Linked DNA regions of Mus musculus: region 2 is linked to region 1. A link is a contact called in public HiChIP or PLAC-seq data. All regions are on one chromosome and are shown on one strand. Each heading gives the region's core, a stretch centred on a gene start, on an enhancer-like site or on the middle of the called end of the contact. The rest is flanking DNA. Distances are from core to core; before and after follow the strand shown. Region 1 overlaps Neurl1b (neuralized E3 ubiquitin protein ligase 1B). Region 2 overlaps Ergic1 (endoplasmic reticulum-golgi intermediate compartment (ERGIC) 1).

The links. HiChIP or PLAC-seq counts read pairs in DNA pulled down with a chosen protein or histone mark.
Region 2: an HNF4G HiChIP or PLAC-seq map of pancreatic cancer cells shows a contact between it and region 1. The contact joins two enhancer-like sites. A contact is called at or near these places in 2 of 115 datasets of contacts at active chromatin or transcription factors (memory CD8 T cells and pancreatic cancer cells) and 2 of 9 other capture datasets (adipose tissue and liver).

Annotation. Positions count from the first base shown.
Region 1 is chr17:26,417,392-26,423,964 of GRCm38.p6, reverse strand. All of the region lies in intron 1 of Neurl1b (neuralized E3 ubiquitin protein ligase 1B), which reads right to left. Among named protein-coding and RNA genes, the nearest start is that of Neurl1b, 5.8 kb to the right of the region's middle. Within about 2 kb of position 1,409, at least 59 of the 459 cell types and tissues checked have an H3K27ac peak or open chromatin away from gene starts, as enhancers often do. A contact at or near this core is called in pancreatic cancer cells, where this site is marked.
Region 2 is chr17:26,580,683-26,587,459 of GRCm38.p6, reverse strand. All of the region lies in intron 1 of Ergic1 (endoplasmic reticulum-golgi intermediate compartment (ERGIC) 1), which reads right to left. Among named protein-coding and RNA genes, the nearest start is that of 1700049J03Rik, 18 kb to the right of the region's middle. Within about 2 kb of position 3,184, at least 170 of the 459 cell types and tissues checked have an H3K27ac peak or open chromatin away from gene starts, as enhancers often do. A contact at or near this core is called in pancreatic cancer cells, where this site is marked.

The sequences.
Region 1 (6,573 bases), core at 160-2,659:
GGCTGCTACAAGCCCTGCCCCTGAAGAAGAGGACCTTGGAGAGGCAGAGGAACTGCCTAAGCCCCGGCTGACTGAGGTGGGCTGACAGTGGGATTCTAAGCAGCCATCTAAAATGGGATCAAGATGCTGTGACCACGGCCTGTGAGGAGGCTTAGCACATAGTAGGCCAGGGTGTGCTTAGTTTTGCACCGCAGGCTGGCTATTTTAGTGTCTCATAGTGCCTACTGCCCTAAGAGGTGAAGGCCTGTGCTGAGCCTGTGAGAGCCTCCTTCGTACTGGGTTCAGGCTTCCTGCAGCCAATCTATAGGTCAAAACCCATTTCATAGATGGGAAGATGAGGTCTAGAGATGGAGAGGGTCTAGCCATGGCCAGGGCACAGGTCAACCACACTTGAGCGAAAGCCCACACTTGTTTCCATGGGACAGGAAGGAGATGTTGGGTGTGAGAGGGCAACTTAGTCTTAATCCCTCATCTCAACAAATCTGGGGATGCGGATTCTTTGCCTCTAAGCATAGAGGCCACACATGGAGTCCTACTGTGTGCAGGGGTCTAACTTACTTCTGTCTCTCATTTCCAGAGCTGGAGGAGAGCAGTACCATTGTCACTCTGATCCTAAAGATGGCGAGGGGTGGGGGGGGAGTTCAGAGTGGGGAGCTAGCTTGCCCGAGGACACACAGCTTACAGGCAGCAGGACAGAGATTTGCACTAAGCACTGCCTCCAAGCCCAGGGCTCTTTCTTATACCTCTCTTGGAATTCTAGCCAAGTCCAATTGTAATTGTTGTAAGACCTTGGGTCCGGCTCCAGACATCAGTGCCCAAATCTGTCAAGAGGGAGATAGAGCCAGGCAGTGGTGGTGCACGCCTTTAATCCCAGCACTTGGGAGGCAGAGGCAGGCAGATTTCTGAGTTCGAGGCCAGCCTGGTCTACAAAGTGAGTTCCAGGACAGCCAGTGCTATACATAGAAACCCTGTCTTGAAACAAGCAAACAAACAAAACAAAAAACAAAAAAAGAGGGAGATAGAGTGAGAAGGCACAGAGCCCCCTGGTTCTGAGAACAAAGCCCCCATCTTCCGGAACAGAGTCCTATGCCACAACCGGGACACATGGAAATTCCACTCCTCCATCTTGTGCCCTTGAACACCAAGGACCTTGAAGGACAGGAAGCTCCCTTGAGGCCCAAGGAGAGGCTGTCTCCAGTGGAAAGTTACTGAGTCCAGCTTTGGAGGCACAAGGTGGAGCGTGTGCCTACCCATCCCATAAATCTATCATCCTGGGGGGCCAAGGGGAAGCGAGCACATGCCTAAGGGCCATAACTGTGGTATAAACTGGGTGGTGTTGAGGGTGCAAACAAAATGCCCTGGGCCCTCTGCCAGCCCACAGCCAGATGCCCCCACCTATCCACTTCCCCAAATGGCTTACTCATTAAAGAGCTTTTCCTACCAGTGGGAGGCAAGGTCTGAGGTAGGGTGCTACTAGGCCAGCGGAGTCCCCGTGAGAAGGAATGAGGAAGGATTAGGGTGCTTGGCGGCTGTTCACAAACACCTGCCATTGAGCTGAGCCGCATAGAGGTTGGCTGGATTAGCTGGAGAGGGTGGCTTCCCATCACCTCACTGTCCTGATCTGTAAAACGGGTCTAACTCCTACAGACCATTAAGGGGACATAAATGCAAGGGTCAGAGAGCCATAGAAAGCATTCCTGGCTCACCGGGGCACCCTATCCCAAGATCCCAGAACAGACTGTCCTCCGAGGATATATGTGACATATGGCTATGGCAAGCCACTCCAGACACAGGCATTCATTCCCTCACCCTTGCACCAGGGGCCTTGACTTGTGGAAGTCCTTCAGCACTAAAATCTGTTTCTCTCGACACAGCAGACCTCTGCCCACACTGCCCTGCATATCATGTCTGAAAGTAGTTCACAGGTCCTGGAGGCCCCAGCTGCTAATGGGGGACATTTCCAATGGGATGGCCTGTGTCTCTTCCCAGCTGCACTGCCCAGAAAGCCCCAGGACAGTGCCTATCCTCTGACTGGCTTTGGCAAAGGCTGGGATATATACTCCAGATATGGTGGCTTCTCAGGCAGAAACCCATGGTGAGCCCACCAGGAGCGTGCTCAACTTTCCATGCCTGCAGGTGGGATTCAGGACAACCAAGCAAAGAATGCAGAACTGTTAACTGAGTTAACCTGCAGGGGGCACCCTCTTCAACCCAGCAGTCCTCAGGACCATTCCTGCCCTCCAACGTGCAGAAACTGTGTGCCCCAGGGTAAGAGACTGTTTCTCTTTGTAGCAGTCTCCCACCAGTTACATGTGGCTAACAGCAGTGGCTATTAGGGCCTGTGCTGAGGCTTAAACAAGCTGCTGCCTTAGGATAGTGTTTGGCTCACACAGGCTGCTGTACGTTAGCAGTTATTATTACCCTGTGTCTGACTCCTCTGAGAACACCTGATCCGGGCTCACGGTGGAGCAGTCGGCTGGCTGGGTGAATTCATGACTCTAAGGCACAACATGAACACTTTTTTGGTCCAGAGCTAGGCACACCTGGATGGTATCATCGCCTCAGTGTGCCAGGAGAGGGTGTGGCTTGGAAGATCATGCTACCCAACTGGCTGAAGGGGATGCAGAGCACAGATGTAGGTAGATAATCTAGGACCCTGGCCGACACCGTCCATGACAGCCAGAGTGGGGACAGGATGTTCCTGCCTGACATCCAGCCTGTCAGCTTTGCCCACTGAGCTCGGGTTAGCAAAAGTGGGCCTGTGGTGCCGGCTGTGGTGTGGGTATGCAGGTTCCATTGGGCAGGCACATGCACTCTGAAAGAGGCCAGTGCGGAGCCACACCCACCTTTGTGGATGCAGAGCCCAGGGTGCTGGGAGGGGATGTTTTGCTATAGGCAAGCGGGATACAGATGAGTCACCTTCAGATGACAGAGAAGGAAAGTCCCAGGATGCTTAGGGTGGGGACAAGGGGCATCCACTTGATGATGGACAAAGGTTCCTGAGGGCAGGCCTGAGGTTGGGTGGCTCACCTGACTCTTCTCAGCCACCTAACCCAGGGCAGGTTTTATTACTGCTCTGAGTCTGTTTCCTGGTCTTGTGCCTGAGCCTCTGCTCCCACTGTCTGCCTCTAGGCTTCTGTTTTACACCCCCAGAGCACAGCACTAAATACAGACAGGAAGTACAGGCTCTTCCCTTTCCACCCAGGGAGGATGAAACAGTCTGACCTGGCCCTGGTGGGGAAGCTAGGGAGTAGATTGCACTCGGTCTGTAAAATCCTTCAACTATCACATCCCTCCCCACAAGTCACCCAGTTAGTACCGGCCCCAGACCTCCGCAGTTCTGCTCCTGTCTTCTCCCCCAACCTGGGGTCTTTGACCTTGAGCCCTCTGCCTTCAAAGTCACTTTTCCCCAGGATGGAGTACATCTCCTCCAGGAAGCACTCCCTGACTCATCTTCAGGTCTCTCTTGCCACTCACCATCACTACTGTGTCTTGCCTGGTGTCACCCACTAGAACCTGACTCCCCAAGACCAGGCTATGGTCCCTGTCCCAGATGAGTGTGCCAACTGCCCTATCAATAGCAGGTGCTCTGGAAAGGGCCTGAGAGCCTGAGACCAATGTCCATGTGCCTGAAGGGAACCTTCCAATCTAGCCCTGGATCTGAGGTTGAGACTGACCCAGCCACCTGCCAGCCAGTCCTTATGGCCCCCAGAGGCAAGGCTGGGAACTTCTTTCCCGAGTGACAGCCATGATGGTCTTCTGTCTTGCTTACCAGACCCTACTCAATTGACCCTGCCTTCCTGGGAGCTGCCCCTCATGTTCCTGCTTCCCGCTGAGGATCTGGGGTGCAGTGTGGCCTTAGCCTAAGGTCTGGGCTCCAGGCTCTGCCCTCACCTCCCCTGCAGCCAAGTGGCCTCTGTCCCCAAGGGCTGTATTCATCAGAGATACATTTGACCTGTGACATGGACATGAACGGACACTGTGGCACTTAGGAAGCCTGGGTTCAAGGCCAGTCTAGACCATACAGAGCAAGAGCCTGTCTCCAAAGAATCCTCTTGGACTGTAGAGATGGTTCCCTGGTTAAGAGAGAGCCATTACCACTCTTGCAGAAGACCAGCCTTTGGGTCCTAGCACCCATAATGGGAAGCTTATGACACCATGTTACTTCACTCTAAGGGATCTCAATGTTCCTCTGGCCTCTGTAGGCACGACACATATGTGGTACACAGACACACACACACACTCACACACACACAGCTGGAGAGACTGCTCAGCAGTTGACAGCATTTGCTGTTCCTCTAGGGGACCTGAGTTTGGTTCCCAGCACCCACACCAGACAGTTTAAAACCATGAGCTTTCCAGTTCCAGGGAACCTGACATCTGACTTCCAAGGACACCTGCACTAACGAGCACAATCTCACACACATGCATATACATAATTAAAATAATAATAAGACATCTTTACAAAATAATCCTTTTATAATGAGTGCATACTAGTATATTTTCTACGTTGTATCACTAAAGAGCATTTAGTAGCTGGAGCTGACCCATAGTAGACAGGCATGTTGGTGGCCCACCTTGGTTTGGGCCGATAGGGTAGCACTAAGCTGGTCCACTCTACAGGAAGCATGCCACCCTCTGGTCATGGCATTCAAGCCTGCACCCCATGCTGGGCACATGATAGATGTTGGTGGCCACAGAATAACTAAAGCATGAAGCCACATGGAGACCCTAAGAGCAAGCAGACACTCAGCTGGACTTCCTATCGGAAGGTAACCTCTTCCAGGAAGCATTCCTAATCACCCACAGTGAGGGGGGGGGGCAGATGAACCAGATGGGATGAAACAGAAGAAGCCCAACTTGTCTGTCCAGAACACAGACCACTTCTCCACCTTGCATCCATCCACACAGGACAGACCCCCAGCTCCTCTCCTATATCCACTGTCTGCATAGCGCAGCCCACGGCATCCTTACAGGGCCTCACCAAAGGGAACTTGCCCAGCCTACACGGCAACATGTAGGTCTCTAGGCAGTTGAAGGAACTTCTGTGGCCTTGAGAGGCTCAGCTCAGATAGAAAAGAAAATGTCAATGACCTGGGGGAAAAGAGGGGTATACATGGCCAAGAGGACAAAGGAAGCTCAACTCAGCTCCACACTGCATCTGAGAGAAGAGGGTGCAGAGAAAAGCAACTGTCACTTGTTGACCTTTTGCTGGCTATGGCAGAATAACCAAGACCGCTATCTTCCCAGGGGCTGAGAAAGACATGGCTCAGAAACACCAGCAGCTACTTGCTCTGAGAGCACCATCTCAGCAGTCAGACAGGATGCTGTGCCGCAAAGTGGCCAAGCAGCTGTAGGGCTCTGCCCAGGTTTGCTTTGTCTAGGAGGGCCTTGTTTGAGGCTGATGGGGAGAGGGGCTCTGTGGGAAGGATCATTCAAAGAAGGGGTGAGTACACCCCATCTAGACTTAGCAAGCTATGTAGTAGGTTAGGAATCCTCTCTCTGTCTCTGTCTCTCTGTGTCTGTCGTCTTTATATCTGTCTCTGACTGTCTCTCTTCCCCCTATGTATAATGCTTCTGCCCTTGACATTTCTGAGCCTTCATCTTTTATCTGTGAAATCAAAGAGAGCCCCTTTGAACACCCCAGCCTGCCATGGCAGCCCAGTGCAGTCTGGGCATAGCTTCTCAACCAAAACTCCCAGACAAGTAACAGGCTATGGAGCAGGCTTGGCCAAGCACTTGACAACTTAATGATTAAACCAAGTCTACAGTTTGAACTTAGCATCTCCTCCAAACAGTGCTACAGGTGAACCCCAGAGGTGCACAGGGAAGGGGCTAGAATGTGCTGGTTGGTACCCACCCCAACCTGGGATGGTACTCCCCCCCCAATTTCTACCCATTTATTTTCTCCTTATAAAGTTCAGGGGAAGCCCAGGGCGAGAACGCGGGGCATTAGGAACCTGATGGATCTCTGTCAGCTAAGTCCCAGCTTGGATGGAGCCTGTGTGGGCTGGCCTTACCTGGTCTCCCTGTGTGGCCCGCCTCTAAACTGGAGGGCACTATACCTTACGTTGCAGGGTTGAACTGCACCTGGGAAGGGAGGCTGACACATACAGTAGGAGCTCAACAGATGCAATATCTCCCGCTGACCCTTGCTCTCTCCTGGGTCAAGGGTATACATCAGAATATGTTGGTGCAGTTTGAGAGAGCTGCCAAGGTTATGAACACCAACCAAAGGGCACTTCCCTTTCTTTGGCATTTCCTTATTGTGCCATGTAGCACACACACCATGTGCATGGTGGAATGCCCAATAAACATTATCTAAACCATGGTGGCACTTAATAAGTGTTATCTGAGCCTCGATTGAGAGGATATCGCCTGTCAGGAGGAAAAAAAAACCAACAACAGAGAACTTTGGAGCTAAATAGACCCAGATCTCAATTCTGGCACTGCCAACTAGAGGAGCTCTGTAGGCAAGAACAAGCCATTTGACCTCCGAGAGCCTTGGTTTTTTGGTTCTTGTTTTTGTTTTCCATCCATCAAATGGGAGTAATGACTCTGCTGGAAGGGGTT
Region 2 (6,777 bases), core at 1,935-4,434, 160 kb before region 1:
GAATGTATATGGTAGGTAGAGAACTCATACATCCTTCCATATACTTGAAATGACTTCTCAGTGACTTACCCAAGAACACACTGTTGGTGAGTATACCAAACAGCATTGTTCAGGAACAAGAACCATACAGGGAAATCTATACACAGTAAAGACAGACATGATTTTCTGAGTATTTCCCATGGTTATCTGAATCTGTGAATGTACAGCCTGTAGGTTCAGAGGGCCCATTGCGAACAAGCTCTACCACGGAGACAGACTGCCAGCCCTCTTTTTTCTTTTTCTTTTTCTTTTCCTTTTCTCCTCCTCTTCCTCCTCTTCTTCCTCCTCTTCCTCCTCCTCTTCCTCTCCCCCTCCTCCTCCTCCTCCTCCCCCTCCCCCTCCTCCAGAGATAGTCTCTCCCTAAGTGCACCAGACAGGTCTTGAACTTGTGATCATCTTGCCTCAGCTCCAAAATAGCTGGGATGACAAGCCACTAGGCCCCTCACATTTTCTCCTCTTGCTCTTCTCTTTTCTTCTTTTTATGGATGGAAAGAAATTCAGCATAAACTTTGCACTTTAGACTTTTTGTTTTGTTTTGGTTTGGTTTGGTTTTGGTTTTTCGAGACAGGGTTTCTCTGTGTAGCCCTGGCTGTCCTGGAACTCATGTTGTAGATGAGGCTGGCCTCAAATTCAGAAATCCGCCTGCCTCTGCCTCCTGAGTGCTGGGATTAAAGGCGTGCACCACCACGCCTGGCTGACTATTTCTATCTCCAGAGGATAAACATGACTGCAGGTTCCCACCAGCTTCCTGGATGAGATGCTAACATCTCATGTAACTGAAATTCTCAAAACTAAGAAACTTGACATGATCCCATCAACTAGGCCACCAACTTTCTCAGGGTTTGGCTCTCTTGTCTTTCTGCTGGGCTCAGGTACCACACTGCATTCAGTTGTTGGAGCCCCCCCCCCCCAGGTCTGTGACTGGTCCTCAACTTTCTGCAGTAGGAAAGACAAGGAAATCATAGAGATGTGAGAAATGAAAAAGGGCCCCTGACTCTGAAGTCTCCATGGAGCCTCTAAGTGGCTGAGAAGCCAGACTAGACAGATGGTTGACAGTAGATAGATAGATAGATAGATAGATAGATAGATAGATAGATAGGTAGATAGATGGATGGATGGATGGATGGATGGATGGATGGATGTATGGATGATAGACCTACAATAAGTAAAAGATGACTGTAAATGAGATAGATACTTTATAATTTACCCATATAGAGATATTGTTAAAATGGTAATGAACTGGACATCATCTGTGACTCTCCTAAGCAGGACTATTAACATTGCTGACAGTGGGGATCTCCAACTGCCTGTGACCCACCGTCTCAAGTGCGACCCTGTCAGGTGCCCTTCAGGACTACCCAGAGATCTCACTCGGGTTCTTAGCAGATAACAAACCCTTTGAAGATATTATCTTTTAAATCCACCATAATCCTGTACCTGTCCATTGTAAAGACAAAGGCGTGTGGCCCTCAGAGAAGCCCACACCCAGGCTCTCTGGTGTCTTACTCTCTTCCCAAACACCTCATTTCCCCTTAGTACTTGGGCCAAAAACTAACATTAAAACCCCCCTCGTGGGCTGGTGAGATGGCTCAGTGGGTAAGAGCACCCGACTGCTCTTCCGAAGGTCCAGAGTTCAAATCCCAGCAACCACATGGTGGCTCACAACCATCCGCAACAAGATCTGACTCCCTCTTCTGGAGTGTCTGAAGACAGCTACAGTGTACTTACATATATTAATAATAAAATAAATCTTTAAAAAAAAAAAAAAAAAAAAAAAAAAAAAACCCCTCGTGAACTCCAATTCTCTTCATGTTGAATCATCATGAAATTCTTCTCCGCAGTGAAGCCAGGAATCAAGGGATTTCCTGAGTGGAGGAGGCCTCTGAAGGGCACCCTTCAGACTGCTGCAGTCTGTCCCCTCCCCTGGTTTCACTGGTAGTTTTTAGAAGGTCCCAGCCTGGGTTTGTCAGATGCTGCCAGGTGTCACCTCTTGTGGCTCTAACAGATTGGGTAAGTTCTGCCCCGAGGTTTACCTGGCCTGTGGTTCTAAGCATGGGGCATTTGAAGAACATAGCATCGGCGCTCAGGTGCGGCTCTGTGCTGCCTCGGCTAGAAAGAAGGGGGGCTCTTAAAGTAACCCCCATTCTGCCCTCTGGAGATGCAGCTCAGCCGTAGAGCACACATGCAAAGGCTCTGGGTTCCATCCCCAGCACGGCACGAACAAGCAGACACCTTGAAACGCCATCAAATGACGCCTTAGAAGCAACATGGAGGCATCAGCTGAATCTAGAATATGGAGCAAATGAAAACAGCTCAACCCCCAAGCCCAGCAGCTGTCGGCCCGTACCCATGCTACACTGTACAACCCCACTGTTTGTAAGCCCAGTCCCTGGGGCTTTTCTTGGCATACAGCAGAAGCCCAGTGCATTCCTCAAATGATCCAAGAAACGAAGTGATAGATTCAGGGGACACGCCAAGCAGCAAGTCTGTTCCCTGTACCCGTGGGCTCCAGCGCCAGTCTACTCTAGCAAACTCTCCTGCCCGCTGGAGGAAAACAGAAAGGGAGGGTGAGTCTAATTTTGCCCTGGAATGTGGCCTTTTTCAGTCAGCTGGAGAGGGTGATAAGGAAGTGGCCATGGGAACCGTGGGAATGGGGAAGGCAGACCCCATTCACGCAGAGCAGGAGGCGCTAGCCCTGGTGGAATGTGCAGGGTGTGGGGCGCCAGGAAGCAGAATTCCTGAATGACTGGCTAGGGCTGGGCCTCAGGACCGCAGTCCCCTAGGGAACCCGTGCGGCCAAAGGCAGTGTCTCATCAAAACAGGAAGATCACAGAGGAAAAATGCACATGTAAGCGGACTGGTATTTACAGGGATCGGCCCCGCTGTGACCCTAGCAGGGGTATAGAGGGGATGCAGGGCAGAGAGAAGAACTTAGGGTCGGCCATGCTAATTCTCTGGTGTGGTGCAGAGTCTTCTATGTAGGCCACACACTGCCTCCCAGCCCTGCAGCCTAAGAAGCTATAAGGAAAGGTATGGAGAAGAGGACCACAAACAGACTTCCTGGGTATGTCCCACAGGCTACTGACAAATGCCCTGTCAGGGCTTTCTCACCACATGCCTAGCCTGCAACAGCTTCGACCCTTGGACAGTAGGGATTGCTGCTCCCATATTCGCAGGGTGTTAAAAAGGCTAAGATAACAAACTTTGACCAGTGTGCACACTGGCTGGCCAGGGTGGACAGCTGTTCCTGCGTCTGGGCTGGGTTGACACTGTCACATACCACGACCCTGGAATACTTAGCTGAGATGCCTCCAGCCCACTCTGTGCTCAAGATCCTGGGATACTGTCCTTGAACCTGCGACTCTTCTGTGAACCAGGATCCTCTTCTGCCTAAGAGGATGCTACAAGAGGCTTCTGGCCCCGGAGATGGCACACGCAGTAGTTCATGTGTGCCACACAGCTTTGCCCTCACACAATGTGTGGATTATCAGCCCAATGTTACAGATGAGAAGGCAGTGCCACAGTGATGACAGACCGACACAACTTCCCACGGCCAGCAAGGGGTGGAGCCCAGGCTGGGACCATTCCCTACTACACACAAGTCTGGCCAAGTCTTCAAGACTCATTGGGGCTGGGGGAGGAGAGGAGTCTCCGGTCCAGAGTCTCTACAGGGAAGTGACAGGAAGAGAGGAGAGGCATCTTCCTGAAAGCACTGGACAGGAAATGATGCTTCTACTATGGAAGTGGCAACAACCTGGATGTGAATGAGGACTGACCCCAGCCATGCCCATCGCTAAGTCCTTCTCCAGCATCAAGCAGGCCACTTCATCTCTGCAACAGTGCCGTGAACCAGGCACTGGCCTCCATCCCCTTTCACAATGAGCAAACTGAAGCCCCACAGGCTCCCTTGCTCACCAGTGCAAGAGTCAACACAGAGAGTGTGAATGGGCATGGACATATGTCAACATGGCCCTAAAGTCTACTGGCCCACGGGGGACTCCAATACTTTTAAGTTCCCCAGCTAGGGTGTCCCCATGTAGGCTCTCTGGCCCTTGGTGACACTCACCTAGAGCTGTCTGCACACCCAGTACTCTCCTAACATTCTCTATGTGCAGTGCTTCATTCACTCTTGCCACACCCCTGAGGGAGGCAGAACGCTGCTTCCGTTGGTAAGTGGAGGTAGTGAGGAGTGAGGCCAAGGAGGCAAGCTAGAACTCAGTCTTAGTTCTCTGCCCCGCCTCCATGAACGAGGCAAGGTGACGGACAGTCGGCCTAGAAGGGAGAGCACACCCTCTGCCATCTTTGAAACTGGGCCTACCCATGCCACCAGGCCTTCAGCTACTTTCTTCTGCGCCTACGTGTTTCTCCACGCAGCTGCTCCTACCTTCCTCAGAATGACATCTGTTCTAGAACCTTCTGTGGCTCCCACCAAGTGACCAGCATGTGAAGGTCCACCTCAGCTGTCTATTCCATCTCTCACTGCCCTCCCACCTCACAGTACTCACTGGGGACAGACATTACAATGTCACAATGCCATCTCTTCCCTCCAACTCACATTTGTCTACATGCCCGCGTCTAAGAAGCCCCTGCCACACTGACCCCCTCACACATCTACCACTTGCTTCTCTTCCAGTCAAACGTGTGACTCCTCCCCACCTCCCCCGGTGGGCTCTGCCTCTTTTAAGTCGGGTTCCCGTCTACCTGCCTGGGCCCTGCTGAATGTTCAGCATGTCCCCGCTTCTCCAGCCTTACTGCAGCCTTGCCACTCTCTCAAGCCCAGCCCTTCATAGTTGTGACACGCTGTCTGCCCTGGAACAGGGGTATCACTAGGTCAGGTCTTCTGTGGCTAGAGCGCTTTGGTGAGCTCCTGCCAAGATGCCTTGTACTGCGTCACCCGCCCATTGTCTTTTCATTAACTGGCTGGATGTGACTTACAATTTAATAAGGGACATGTGATGAATTGAAGGTCAAGGTTTTCAAAACATCTTTCAATGTGGAAAATGTGAATCAAAGAGAGATCTTGGCAGTCAGACCAGCTGCTAGCAGAGCCAGCTGCTGCCAGTCTGATGGGTTGCTGTTAGAGCTGAGCCTGTGCAGACATCCACCCTGAGAATCCCTGGCCTGCAGACCTCTGGTCCTGGCTATATGAAGCCCGGAGGGCATGCTCCTTCCCAGGCCTCAGGGAACTGCTTACCCACCACGAAGACCCACTCATAACGGCCTTTTCCTCCAGAGCAGCCTGCAACTTTCTGTTCCAGCACCAAACCAGCCCTGCTTATCATTAAGTCCTCAGAATAAAGACCATGGAAGAACCTTCTAGAATCCTGAACAAAGTTAAAGCTCTGGGCATTCTTGCTAGAAAACTTTTGGTCATGGACTCCTGTGGAAAGCAAGCCTCAGCAGGGTGGGCACCATGTCCACAAAGGTCGGGTGGACACCCATCCTCTGCCTGATCAGTGGCATGCAGCTGTCAATGCGTGAGTGATAAACAGACCAGTGACGTTTGGGACGTTTGGCTGAGATTTGAGTTGGCTTAGTAGATTTGATTTGCATTGAAGTTTTCGCCCAGCCAAGCATGTGCACAAGCCTGGGGAACGGGATGGAGAGCATGAATGAAGAGGCAAGGTGATGTCCTCCTGTCCTTCCCTTACTGTCTTCTGTTCCTACTCATGCTGTAGGAATCTAGGAAATGGCACTTTAGGGGAGGTGGGGGCTGATGCAGTGACCTGTAACACTCACGCTGTGCCTGCCCCACTAAGGGCAGTCAGCCCCATAGTGGCCTTGTCCAACACCAATACCCCAGGCAGCTCTTTAAAGGCTTCATTTTAGGAGCCCCAGTGGTCGAGTACCTACGGGTCAAGTGACCTCTCAGAAGTTAACTTTTCTTTGGCGGGAAGGGAGACTGAGCAAGTCTGACTCCAGCAGCACATGTGCAGATCCCACCTAGAACAGTCATTTAAAGGAGGTGGGAAACCATTATGAAGTTACACTCCTGGGCTTTGGTTTCTGTTTCTTAAATTGCTTTTCAGGTAAGTCCCATGTGGTCCCTTAGCAACAATCAATGGCTGAATACTTCCAACACACCAGGCACACAAGAGCCTGGCCTGGACTTTTCGGTGTCCCTGAGAGGCAGGATCCAGGCCTCCCTCCATTTCCAAGCCAGGAAGTTAAAGGACAGAGAAGTGAAGGACTAAGCCCCAGCCAGGCAGACTGCAGGGCGTCCAGGGCCTGGGAGATCCAGAGTTCATGCTTGCCGCTGCACCATGCCACACCTCCATGTTGGGCCTGGAACCCACAGTGGTGCTATTTAATGGGAATAGGAGTTGCTATTGTTGCTGAGACACCAGGCTGTCCTGGAACCTGCTATACAACCTAGGATGACCTTGAACTCCTGACCTTCCCCAATGCTGCTGACTATGGGCCTTCCCCACCAGGTCCAGCTGGTTCTGGCTCTTTTTGTTTGTTTGTTTGTTTGCTTTGTTTTTTGAGACAGGGTTTCTCTGTGTAGCCCTGGCTGTCCTGGAACTCACTCTGTATACCAGGCTGGCCTTGAACTCAGAAATCCGCCTGCCTCTGCCTCCCGAGTGCTGGGATTAAAGGCATGCGCCACCATTGCCCGGCTTGGTTCTGGCTCTTTTGAGATTAAGAGTCTTACTCTTTAGTCCAGGCTGACCTGACTCACTATATGAGACACGTCTAGGCAGATGCCTCTGGCCCTTCTCTGGTCCCTGGACCCGG